Linked DNA regions of Triticum aestivum: region 1 is linked to region 2. The links are chromatin contacts, called in public Hi-C maps. All regions are on one chromosome and are shown on one strand. The core of a region is the stretch at or near the end of the contact, and the rest is flanking DNA. Distances in the headings are between cores, read along the strand shown.

Region 1 (5,520 bases), core at 1,965-4,464, 660 kb before region 2:
TGCTTTGTACCTCTGATGATGACATGCGGACTATGGCAAGGAATTTTTATACCTCATTGTTCAGCTCTGAGGGCTCTAATGCAGCGGCAAGTGTGTTGCAACACATTGATCCTCTAGTCACGGAGGAGGTGAATGGGAGACTCACAGCCATGATCTCTGACTCTGAAATTGAGACGGCTCTTTTTCAGATGGGTCCTACGAAGGCGCCGGGGCCGGATGGCTTCCTGGCTTTGTTCTATCAGCGACACTGGTCGCTAGTTAAGGAGGATGTGTGCAGGTCGGTCAAGGATTTTTTGTGTGGAGTGGCGACACCGGAAGGTTTCAATGACACAGTTATAGTGATGATTCCTAAAGTTACTTCACCGGAGTTGTTGTCTCAATTTAGACCTATTAGTCTGTGCAATGTGCTCTACAAAATTGCAACGAAGGTGCTGGCCAATAGACTGAAGGGAATCCTCCCCGTTTTGATCTCAGAAGAACAGAGTGCCTTTGTTTCGGGGCGACTCATCACAGATAATGTTTTGGTGGCTTATGAGTGTGTCCACGCCATCAGGAGGAGGAAGAGGAAGAAACCTTTATGTGCGATTAAATTAGACATGATGAAGGCATATGACCGAGTGGAGTGGATATTTCTTGAGAGAGTGTTGGAGAAGTTTGGTTTTCATGAGGCATGGATTCATATGATAATGCGGTGCGTGACGTCGGCAAGATTCATGGTGAAGCTCAATGGAGGAATCTCGGACTCTTTTCTGCTGTCTAGGGGCCTCCGTCAAGGAGACCCCCTCTCACCTTATTTGTTCTTGTTTTGTGTGGAGGGCTTCTCAGCGTTGCTGGAACATGCACAAAGTTCTGGTGACATTAAGGGGGTTTCTTTTGGGAGCACTGGCCCCGTCGTTACCCACCTCCTCTTTGTTGATGACAGTATAGTGTTCCTTGAAGGTGCTGAAAGTAATCTTCTTGCTCTCAAAACAATCCTGCAGGACTATGAGGCAGCATCGGGACAGAAAGTTAACTTACAAAAATCTTCTATCTTCTTCGGGAAAGGAAGCACAGAGGACACCAAAGATCATCTTAAGGCTATTATCGGGATTACTTCTGAAGCTCTCGGTGAGAAATATTTGGGACTGCCCACTGCGGTGGGGAAATCTAAGGAGGGTACTTTTAAATATGCCCGGGAGAGTGCAAAGGGTAAGGTCACCGGCTGGAAAGGGCAAGGTCTATCGAAAAAGGCTCGGGAGGTGTTGGTCAAATCGGGGCTCCAGTCAACCCCAACATTCACCATGAGTTGCTTCCAACTTACCAAGAAATTGTGCGGGAACCTGACATCTATATCTTCTAAATTTTGGTGGGGTGAGGCAAATGGTGAGAAGAAGGTTCACTGGATAGCGTGGAAGAAAATGTGTGAGAGCAAGCAAGAGGGAGGGATGGGTTTTAGAGATATGGAAGCTTTCAACCAAGCACTACTCGCCAAGCAAGCCTGGAGATTATTGCAGGTCCCGTCTTCTCTTTGTGGACGCGTCCTCAAAGCACGCTACTATGATCATGGATCAATCCTAAATGCAACCTGTCCGAGTGGTGCATCGTACACTTTCAGAAGCATTTTGCATGGCAGAAATTTGCTTTTGGACGGTCTTATATGGCGAGTAGGTGACGGATCCACCATATGCATTCATCATGATAATTGGATCCCTCGCAAAGGCAGCCTACGGCCACTGGGCCAGGTGTATATACCGGGGATTACGAGGGTGAGTGATCTCCTAAATGATGAGGCTACCGGTTGGGATCGACACAAGTTGGAAGCAATGTTCACCAACGGCGATGTGCAGGATATTCTACAGATTTGCGTGGGTGGACCGGGTACGGAGGACATCCTAGCTTGGAATTTTACAAACACGGGAAAGTTTTCCGTCAAATCTGCTTACCACCTATGCATGGAGAAGAAGAAGGCGAGAACTGGACAGCCAGGATCGTCCTCTACTGCGGTGAACCACCGGAGTTGGTTGGCGTTGTGGGGCACCAACGCGCCAGGGAAAGTATTGATCCATGCGTGGCGGTTGATCAAGAATGGATTGGCGGTAGGTTCGGAGCTTCTTCGCAGAAGGATCAAGCCCGGTGTTTTCTGCCCAGCGTGTGGGAGGGAAGAAACGGTATATCACAGATTCTGGGGCTGCTACCATTCCATACTTTTTTGGAAGGAGCTGAACTCGGTATTGGGTGCAAGGGTGGCGATCCCACCTTGGTCGACGGACACCCAGAGTTCGGTTGCATCATGGCTGCTTCAGTGGTTTGCGGATTCTTCAGAGGACGAGAAATTAGCGATGGTTCAGGGCTTGTATGCGATATGGCTGGCAAGGAATGAAACCCGGGATGGGAAACGAATTGAGGAGGCCAACATGGTGGCGAGGAGGGTAGCAGCGATCATGGAGGAATGGAAGAAAGTACGGGGCCAAAAGGAGAACTCAACACCTCCTCCCCAACGCGCTAGATGGGAACCACCGGCATCAGGCTGACTCAAGGCCAACGTCGATGGCGCTCTGTCGCGGACGGGGCAAAGTGGAGGTGGCGGAGTGGTGTTCAGAGATGAGGAGGGTGCCTTCAGAGGTGCGGATGCAGTTTTTCACCCGGATATCACATCGGCAGAGTTGGCGGAGCTGTTGGCATGTAGGAGGGCGGTCGAACTAGCGCTGCAAAGAGATGTGCCCAAGCTCCACTTGGAGACCGACTGCCTTAATGTGGCTAGGATGCTAAATGAGCAAGATCGAAATCTGTCCGTGGTGGGTATCTTGGTGGAAGAAATCAAATTGATGGCCACAAACTTGGGGGAGTTCAGAGCTACTTGGGTGAGAAGGGAGGCAAATAAAGCGGCTCATGAGATTGCCCGTTTCGGTTTCTGTAATAATGTTCGGTGTCGTGGGAGATGTCCCCCCAGATTGTATTTTAAGCATTGTTTCTGATGAACTTCCTAATTTAGTTTAATAAAGGGAAGGAGTGAATTTCAAAAAAAAAAAAAGAATCATCGGTCCACCGTCCATCTCATTGGTCTGACGGCAACACGGCCCTCTGCCACGACTCCCAAACACAGTGACGTACACCGCTCATACACGCCAGGGAAAGATATTCCAAAACTTTTTGGAAAAAACAAACACCACCCCTGAAAACGGCAAAATTTAACGAATCGTCCTCCTCCTGGGAGGCAATTGGCGCTCTGTTCGGCGCCGCTCCGTTTTCCCCATTCTCTAGGGCCGCCAAAGTTTCCCGGCCTCCTCGTCTTCGCCCCCAATTCTCCCGCTCACCCCCTGCCGCCGCCGCCGCCTCGGATCCTCGCCTACTAGGAGAGCAGCACCATACCCGCCCCCCTCGCGCGCCTCCCCCCGAAACCCTAGACCCCAGAGGAACCCGCAGGCCCGCAGCCGCCGCCCCGATGCGGCGGGATTTCGAGGAGATCTCCGACGACGAGTGGTCGAACCACACCTTCAAGCCCTCCCGGGTCCTCAAGCGCCCCCACCGGAGCCCCCAGCCGCCCGCGCGGCCTCCCCCTCCCATCGATTCGTTCCGCTACGACCCCAAGGCTTCCTCCGCCGTCGGCACCAGCAACGGCGCCGCCGTCGTCCTCTCCGACGACGACGACGACGACGACGACTTCGACCTGGGGAAAAGCGTCAAGGCGCGCCGCGCCGAGGATAGCTCGCGCGTGCTCAAGCGTCCCCAGCACAAAAGCCCGCCTAGGCGGGCCACGCCGTCCACCCAATCCTCCCGGCACAACCCTAAACCCTCCAAGGCCGCCATCGTCGCGGCGCTCTCCGACGACGACTTCGAACCCGAAGACGAATTCGACCCCGAAGACGACGATTTCGACCTCCCTGCTTCGAGGAGATCGCGGCCGCGCCCTTCCACTGGCCGACGGCTGGCAACCGCCACCATTGATCTCTCCGAGGAAGAGGAAGATTTAGACCTCACATTTGAGGACTCCGACCTCGCCGATGATGACTCTGATCTCGCAGATGATGATTCCGACCACCCTGCTCCGAGGTCATCACGGCCGCGCCGCACCACTGGTCGCCGATTCGTGATCGAGGACGATGATGACAGTGATGGCTCCGTGGCTGCTGGTGTGGTGGAGGTAGGAGATGAAGAAGAGGATGATGGGGTGAACTGGTCGGAGTTGGAGAACGAGGATGATGAAGATGGGGACTACAATGGGCAGAGTAGTGTGAAGGCAGATGAGGTGGAAGGGGATGTGGTGGGGAAGGCATTGCGCAGGTGCTCACGGATTTCGGTTGATCTGAGGCAGGAGCTGTATGGTTCTTCAGCACGGAATTGCGAAAGCTATGCTGAGACAGATGCCTCCACCGTCCGGATTGTCACTCAGGTACACTTATCAGTTTTGATGCAGTTTACAGGTCTTGAACTATTGAGTTTTTGTCTTCTGATGCAATGGGATATGAGAACAGGAAGATGTGGATGCAGCATGCACAAGCGAGGACATGGAATTCAACCCGGTGCTGAAACCATACCAGCTTGTGGGGGTCAATTTCCTTCTACTGTTGCATCAGAAAGGCATCGGCGGAGGTGATTTTCTGTGAATTGAAATTTTGAACCCGAAGATGCTTGTTGCATCGGAAAGGCATCTGCCAATGAAGTGGTCTTTGCTCAAACTATTGCTTCCTTTTCATCAGTAACATCTAGCCATGACATCAAACTGATGGATCTGAGTTCACCCCACTTGTTTATTGTCAGTTGCATTTAGTTCGCTAAGTACTCCCTCTGTCCGGAATTACTTGTCGCAAAAATGGATAAAGTTGGATGTATCTAGAATTAAAATATGTCTAGATACATCCATTTCTCCGACAAGTATTTCCAGACGGAGGGAGTAGTAAATACATGATAACATGGCACTTGTCACTGAGCATCCTATTCTTTCGATCCTTATGCTGCCTTTGTCTTCTAAAACGAGCAGTTGGTAAGTCTTCTTAGGTACAGGTATTCGAATTTACTGTAAAGGTGCGCCGAGTAAAAATATTTACATTGTAACTATCAGAATTTTCATGCGGTACAGAAAACCTTGTCTTGTCATGTGCTAATGTACCGTGTTAGTGCTTGCTGGTCTGCAAGACTGAAACAATGTTGTCTTGCATTACATATATTATGTTTGTGAGGTTATCAGAGTAGTACCAGTCAACGCTCATACTGGTTCTTTCCATTTTTTCTTATCATGTTCTAACTTTCCCCAGCTCAAAAGACTATTATTCATGTTAGCCTTCTCTCCTTTCTACAGCAATTTTGGCTGATGAAATGAGGTACAGGTATTTGAATTTACTGTAAAGGTGCACCGAGTAAAAATATTTACATTGTAACTATCAGAATTTTCATGCGGTACAGAAAACCTTGTCTTGTCATGTGCTAATGTACCGTGTTAGTGCTTGCTGGTCTGCAAGACTGAAACAATGTTGTCTTGCATTACATATATTATGTTTGTGAGGTTATCAGAGTAGTACCAGTCAACGCTCATACTGGTTCTTT
Region 2 (6,225 bases), core at 590-3,089:
GAGGCCGAGGATAGATTTTTTTTCTAAGAGCGAATGGGCTGAAGGCCTCAACCGCCCCGCTAGCAGCCGATCTCCTCAGACTGATGATCGACAAGCTGGAGCAAACAGACGTGCTCCCGAGGTACCCAAACGCAGAGGTGGAAACAATCCAACACAGATCCCCTCAAAGCTCGGACCAAAAGTCAATAGGGCTTCGAGGTCCGAACACCTACCTCGGTTGATCTACAAGCCAGGACAATGCCCACCTGCTAGACAGGCTGGATACTTGACCTGGTTGGCGAAGAACGATTATGTGCATGATTACACCCGCAATCGCACCATAACCATATCAAACATATGCCACACCATCGCAAGGGTCCGAGGAGCTGCTCATCCTCAATGCTTCGCAGATGTTGGAGATGGTACCACTCCAACGGACTGCTCCTCTGGGCCAACTCTCATGACTGGAACTCGCGACAATGCCACCTATTTCTCGGATATGTGTAGGAACCTCTCTCTCGTGTCCCAATACATGATCTCGATGGAGTAGGCACCGTCTCCCATTGTTCAACACCACCTTCATTGACATCCGAGGGGCATAGGACGGGATAACATGGGAGCGACACGTAGGGCATGAACCTCGAGATCCTCCATGGTGACGTGTCGGTCCTGTGTGCCACCATTATCGCCACACGAATCGCCTCCCGAGCCGCTCTCTATCAGGTCATTCCTCGGTAGATGTTGAGTTGTTGTGTTACCTCCCAGATTACAGTGTTCTTATTTACAATGGTGGTCGCAACAGCAATCTCATTATTTTTACATATCCTTGTAACATTCATTATCCTTTATTTTCTAGGTAATTCACCTATTGTCGTCTTCCTCTCTTCTTTCGTCGCCCTCAACACCAACTTCTGATGCCCGATGCATTTCCCTTATGTTGGGGAACCAATTACAAATCTCGTAGACCCGATCTAGCTTCTTTGATCCCGTCCCGTCACCGCCCTCAGGTGCTCCCAAGCCGCTCCCCACCTAATCTCTAGTAGTTAAGAGGCACTGGATCGCCAGATCGAAATTGCGGAATGGTCTCGGGGTGGTTGATCAGAATGAATTAGGGTGGAGTCATGGGGCTGGGCATAGGAAAGGGTAAGAGGGGAGCCGCTCGTGGGGTATGAACCTTGAAGTCCCCCATGGTGACGTCTTGCTCCCGTGTGCCACCATTATCACTACACGAATCACCTCATGAGTCACTCTAGGTCATTCCTTTGTCGATGGTGAGTTGTTGCGTTCCTCCCGGATTACATTGTTCTTGTTTACAACGGTGGCCGCAACGACAGTGTTTTTTTTTTACATATCAATGTAACGTTCTCTATGTTTTTAGTTTGCAGGTAATTCAATGGCAATACGCGGTGGTTGGTAACTTGGTATAGCCATTTTTTGTACCACAGATTGCGCAACAAAAAGTTCCTAGGCCGGTTTGCTCCTTTACAGATTTATGTTTGTGGCTTACTCATAAACGTTCAGATGGAGAATGTGATGTTTGTTGCACAACATGGCCAAACATATGCGTGCAAACTAGCATCATCAAAAAGGTTAAAACAGTCTAACAGAAGTTAGGTAACAGGGGGGATCCAAAGCCATGCTTTTAATTTGTAGTAACGTGCTAGCAAGGCACGAAACTTAAGCACACGGCTGCAATCGCACAACAATAAACCTCTAAAGAAAACCAAAACTAAACAAGGGGAAAAGAAAAGGCCTTGCGCGCGCGCGTGTGAGATGGCGAGAGGTAAGCCCCACGCAGCAGTCGGTGGACCCGACCCTCACACGCTCCACGACGCCGCTGGGCTGCGTGAGCTTGCCCCCGCCCCCATCCCCTCTCTCTTTCCTCTCCCCCTTTCTCCTGCTCCGGCCTGTATATATAATCCCCATCTTTTATATATTTCCATGGTGTGCATAGGCCTGGGAAAGAGCAGAGGCAAGATTTCAGCAATTAATTTTATAGAGCGAGAGGGGGGCATATAAGAGCGTGGGAGGGAAGAGATAGATAGAGAAAGAAAAGTATGACAAGGAGATGAAAGAAATGAGACAACAACCCTCTTAGCCTCTCCCCGGCCCTCTCCTCCGCCCCCTCTCCTCCACTTCTATCCCCTCAGTTTCAAGCAAGAGACGAAGCTAGCAGGGAGAGAGTGAGGTATCCCATGTTTTTTTTCCTCCTCCTCTAGTTCCTTGTTGCGTTCCTTTCCAAATTTTTAAATATCTGTATGTATGTGAGTTCTGTGGGTGTGGGTGTTTGCGAGCTTTTGTTCGTATGCCTTCTCTCTCTTTTTTTACTTTGTTTTGAGTGCAACTGTTTGTTTGTTTGGATTTCCCTGTCCACTTTGTTCTTTTGTTAATCTCGGAAGGGTCCTAAGCGGCCGAGGCCTTGGAGTTTTTCTCGGCTTCTTGTCGATTTGTTTGTTGTTTCAGATCGGTTCCAAGGTATATGAGATAGGTATAGCCATCACGCGCTCAGGGAATTTTGGGGCCTTTCCATCTGCTCCCTCTTCCTCCCAACCAGTTGTGCTTCTTTCGTCGTCTTCGTCCTTCTCCTCCTTAATTTTCCTCGGGGAGCAAGAGTCTTCCAGATCTCTCTCTCATGGTCGCTTGCTTGCATGCGCTGTGCAGTGTCAGTTTTTACTCTCTTAATTGCGACGTCTCACATGGAAAATCTTGCTTTGTTTCAGCGAAGGGGGAAGAAGAAGGAGCACTGCCAATCCAAGAACAATCCGGAGTTGGTGTGACGACGTAGGTTGGGAGGCGATGGCATCGAATTCATCGGCAGCGGCAGCGGCGGCGTTCTTCGGGATGAGGGATGGGGACCAGCAAGACCAGCTGAAACCGCTGATATCACAGCAGCAGCAGCAGCACCAGCAGCAGCTGGCAGCGGTGGCACTGTCCGGCGTGGGGAGCGCGGCGCCTGCTGCGTCCAGCCAGGGCGCTCCGGCGGCGGCACCACCGGCCAAGAAGAAGAGGACTCTACCCGGTAATCTAATCGTGGACCCTGGTTAATATTTCCAGTCATGCATGCTAACTGCAAGGTCTTGTCTGGACTGATTGGCGTCTTATCGTTTGGTTCCTGACAGTGCAAGCATCTTCTCTCACATGCGCACACTTGGGGTTTTCTCTCTCTATTTTTCAGTATCTTCTCTTTTATTTACTCAGTTACTTTCTGCTTTGTTTCTTGCTTGGTAGTGAATTAATACTTGGTACTGCTGGAGAATTTGCACCTTTTTTTGTGTGTAGTAACTGACGTGTGTGTAATTGAGCGACAGTCTGTTCTTGCTACTACACACGCCTTAATTTCACTCCCTAATTTCCCAGCTTGTACTCTTTTACTGTAACTCCTTAATTTCTCATCTATCCCTGGTTCACTGGATCCGTTCCCCTATACTCAGGGTCTACTTCAATTCGAAGTTAGCTGTAGCCTCGAGGAAGATACTTGGCCTTCAAGTCGCTCCTTGCTAATCAATACGAGTTCATTTAAAGCTCTGTACTATCACCTGAAAGGAGGACAATTAATTCAGGTGACGAACAGGAACTAGGGTACTTTACTCGTGGCTCTGGATCGAGTAGGCTCCTCCTTGTTACGGCCGGTTTCTTCTTCTTCCAAAGTCTCGTGTTCTCATCAGATCAGTCGGTTCCAAAATTTCTAACTCGATTTTTTTAGTTTTTATGTATCTTTGGTAGGAAAGAAGAACCGTATACTATACTAGTTGGATATATTTTTGAGGAAAAATATCCGGTTCTTATTTTTTTTCTTGCTCCAAGATTCCATGTACATGAGCTGTCATCCTCTCTACTGGAGCTCATTCAATTCTTTTCCCCAATTATGAGGTGCAAGCAGGAGCGAGGGCACAATCCATGACAATTCCTTTGTTCTCTATATCACTTCCTGCAAACTTCTTTCTTCCCCAAAATCTCATGCAAATATTCTCTTCTCCGTGCTCTAGTTTGTCTCTACTCTCTAGCTCACCGGCCCCCACCCAGGGAAGTAAGCAACGATATCTTCTCAAATCCGTGATTTCTACTAGCTCCAATGGGATTATTCACTCATTGATCATGTGCGAGCGCCTCACAGATAAGGAAAATTAATACTCCAACATTAAGAAATTTCCCACAGCATATAATTAATAAGACCCTTGCTCAAATATTTGCTCTTCTAGAAGCATATATATCCTTCCTACCTGTCCAAGCATGGAACGCCCTAAATATATGGCCACCCATTCTTAATTTCCAAGCGTTTTATTGATTGTCTTATGCATGACGTATCGAGTCATCAATTGGGATACCTTTTTTGTATGCAAAGCTAATTGTCATATTTGTATATATGCACTGTATTTGATGATGAAATGCATGGTGGAATTGGTTGCAGACCCGGACGCGGAGGTGATCGCGCTGTCGCCCAAGACGCTGATGGCGACGAACCGGTTCGTGTGCGAGGTGTGCAACAAGGGGTTCCAGCGCGAGCAGAATCTGCAGCTGCACCGCCGCGGCCACAACCTGCCATGGAAGCTGAAGCAGAAGAATCCGAACCAGGTGCAGCGCAGGCGCGTGTACCTGTGCCCGGAGCCGACGTGCGTCCACCACGACCCGTCCCGCGCCCTGGGCGACCTCACCGGCATCAAGAAGCACTTCTGCCGCAAGCACGGCGAGAAGAAGTGGAAGTGCGACAAGTGCTCCAAGCGCTACGCCGTGCAGTCGGACTGGAAGGCACACTCCAAGATCTGCGGCACCCGCGAGTACCGCTGCGACTGCGGCACCCTCTTCTCCCGGTAACTTACCAGCCACTGCTCCCTACCCAGCTTCTTCTACCTATATACTGTCTCCTGCATTTCTACCGCTCCGATGTCTACATAGATAGAATGTACGTGAAATCGATCAGGCCTCGCTGCATGCATGGCACTGCGCGTACATGCCATAATGGGCACTGCTTTGGTTTAGGGTTAGGGTTTTGAATGGCCTTGTGCCGATGTCGATGGACATTGTTGTTGTTCGAGCTCCTGCTTCCTTCCTTCTCTGGCTAGCCTGCTGAGAAGGAAAGCAATAGAGACGGCCGCGGGCGACGAAGGGGAGTGAGAGAGAGGGCGCACAGTGAAACTGCTCGCACGTGAAATGGGCTGGAATATTTTGAGTCCTTTGGCACTGCCCAGAAGCCATCCTTTCCCTTTCCTAGCTTGGTGCCTTGGGAAGATGGAACCAGAAACAAGCTCTCTCTCCTCTCTCTAGCCAGACACACGCTACAGACTAAGACATCTGTTACACTGTCCTGTAGACCCGCATTCCTCCTGGTCCAACTCGTCAGCAGCATGCAGGCTTTCTCTTTTACCCTCTCTCTCTTCCATAGTTTTCTCTTTCTACTGCATCGCTTGGCTGCCATGTAGGAGTAGGCAGCTAAACTTCTCATGTGAGTTGGCTGGCCGGCTAAGATGTGGCAGAGCCGTTCGTTGGCCGTGGCAGCGACCAGCGAGAGAGGCCCACGCCTTTTCATGGATGCGTCGCAATGTCCATCCCATGTCTCATCGCCCATGCATCGCCAGCCTAGTTGCAAGTGTAATTTGAGGAACTGTTCATTCATTGATTGACTTAAGGTGCATTCATTCATTCATTCAAGTGGTCACTCCTCTCTTTCATGGTTTTGGCATAAAATTCTCCAATGGGGAGTTAGCACTTAGGGAAACACCAGCAGGAGTTGCATTCATGAGCAATGGAGTGTCGTCTCTTTTTTCACTGTTCCTCCAAGGGAAGAGACCTGATGATATAAAAAAAAGAAACAATTCGGCGCTTCTTCTCTGAGCGTAAATCTATAGTGCATGTCTTTTTTTTTTCCCAAGTTTAGAAGCTATAGTATGTTCCATATGCGTCCATATCATCGTTTTTACACATTCAACTGTTGAGGTGGAGTACACTAAGTACGAATAATTGGCATTCTTTGTTTTGAGCTCCTTGATTTGGGGGGCAGTAGGCTTTTTTAAGTTTCACTGGCGCAGGCTTTTGCTTTTTCCTGTGTCAAGGCGCCTCGGGAGGCGAGCTTACCAGCCCCGCAAAGTTTTCTGCTCTACGCAGCTCCTTGGTGTGTGTGTTCGTGTGCATGACAATGTCTGATGTCTTTGTCTGGAAGCCTTTCTCCTTTGAAGCTTCCTACTAGTGGGAACCTATGAAAGGCGTAGCATGGCAAGCTATGATGAGATTTCTCCTTTCCCCGGCGCGGCC

The links. Hi-C and Micro-C count contacts between places; a contact is called where the count stands out from the background.
Region 1: a Hi-C map of leaf shows a contact between it and region 2, with 3 times the contacts expected there. The contact joins the promoter of LOC123046295 here to the promoter of LOC123046294 in region 2. A contact is called at or near these places in 2 of 5 Hi-C or Micro-C datasets (both in leaf).

Annotation. Positions count from the first base shown.
Region 1 is chr2B:613,780,635-613,786,154 of IWGSC CS RefSeq v2.1, reverse strand. It overlaps LOC123046295 (protein CHROMATIN REMODELING 19), which reads left to right and starts at 3,214. Exons shown (of 12, transcript XM_044469620.1): 1 at 3,214-4,369; 2 at 4,452-4,569. The coding sequence starts at 3,422.
Region 2 is chr2B:613,117,817-613,124,041 of IWGSC CS RefSeq v2.1, reverse strand. It overlaps LOC123046294 (protein indeterminate-domain 4, chloroplastic), which reads left to right and starts at 1,839. Exons shown (of 4, transcript XM_044469618.1): 1 at 1,839-2,167; 2 at 2,700-2,998; 3 at 4,388-4,787. The coding sequence starts at 2,776.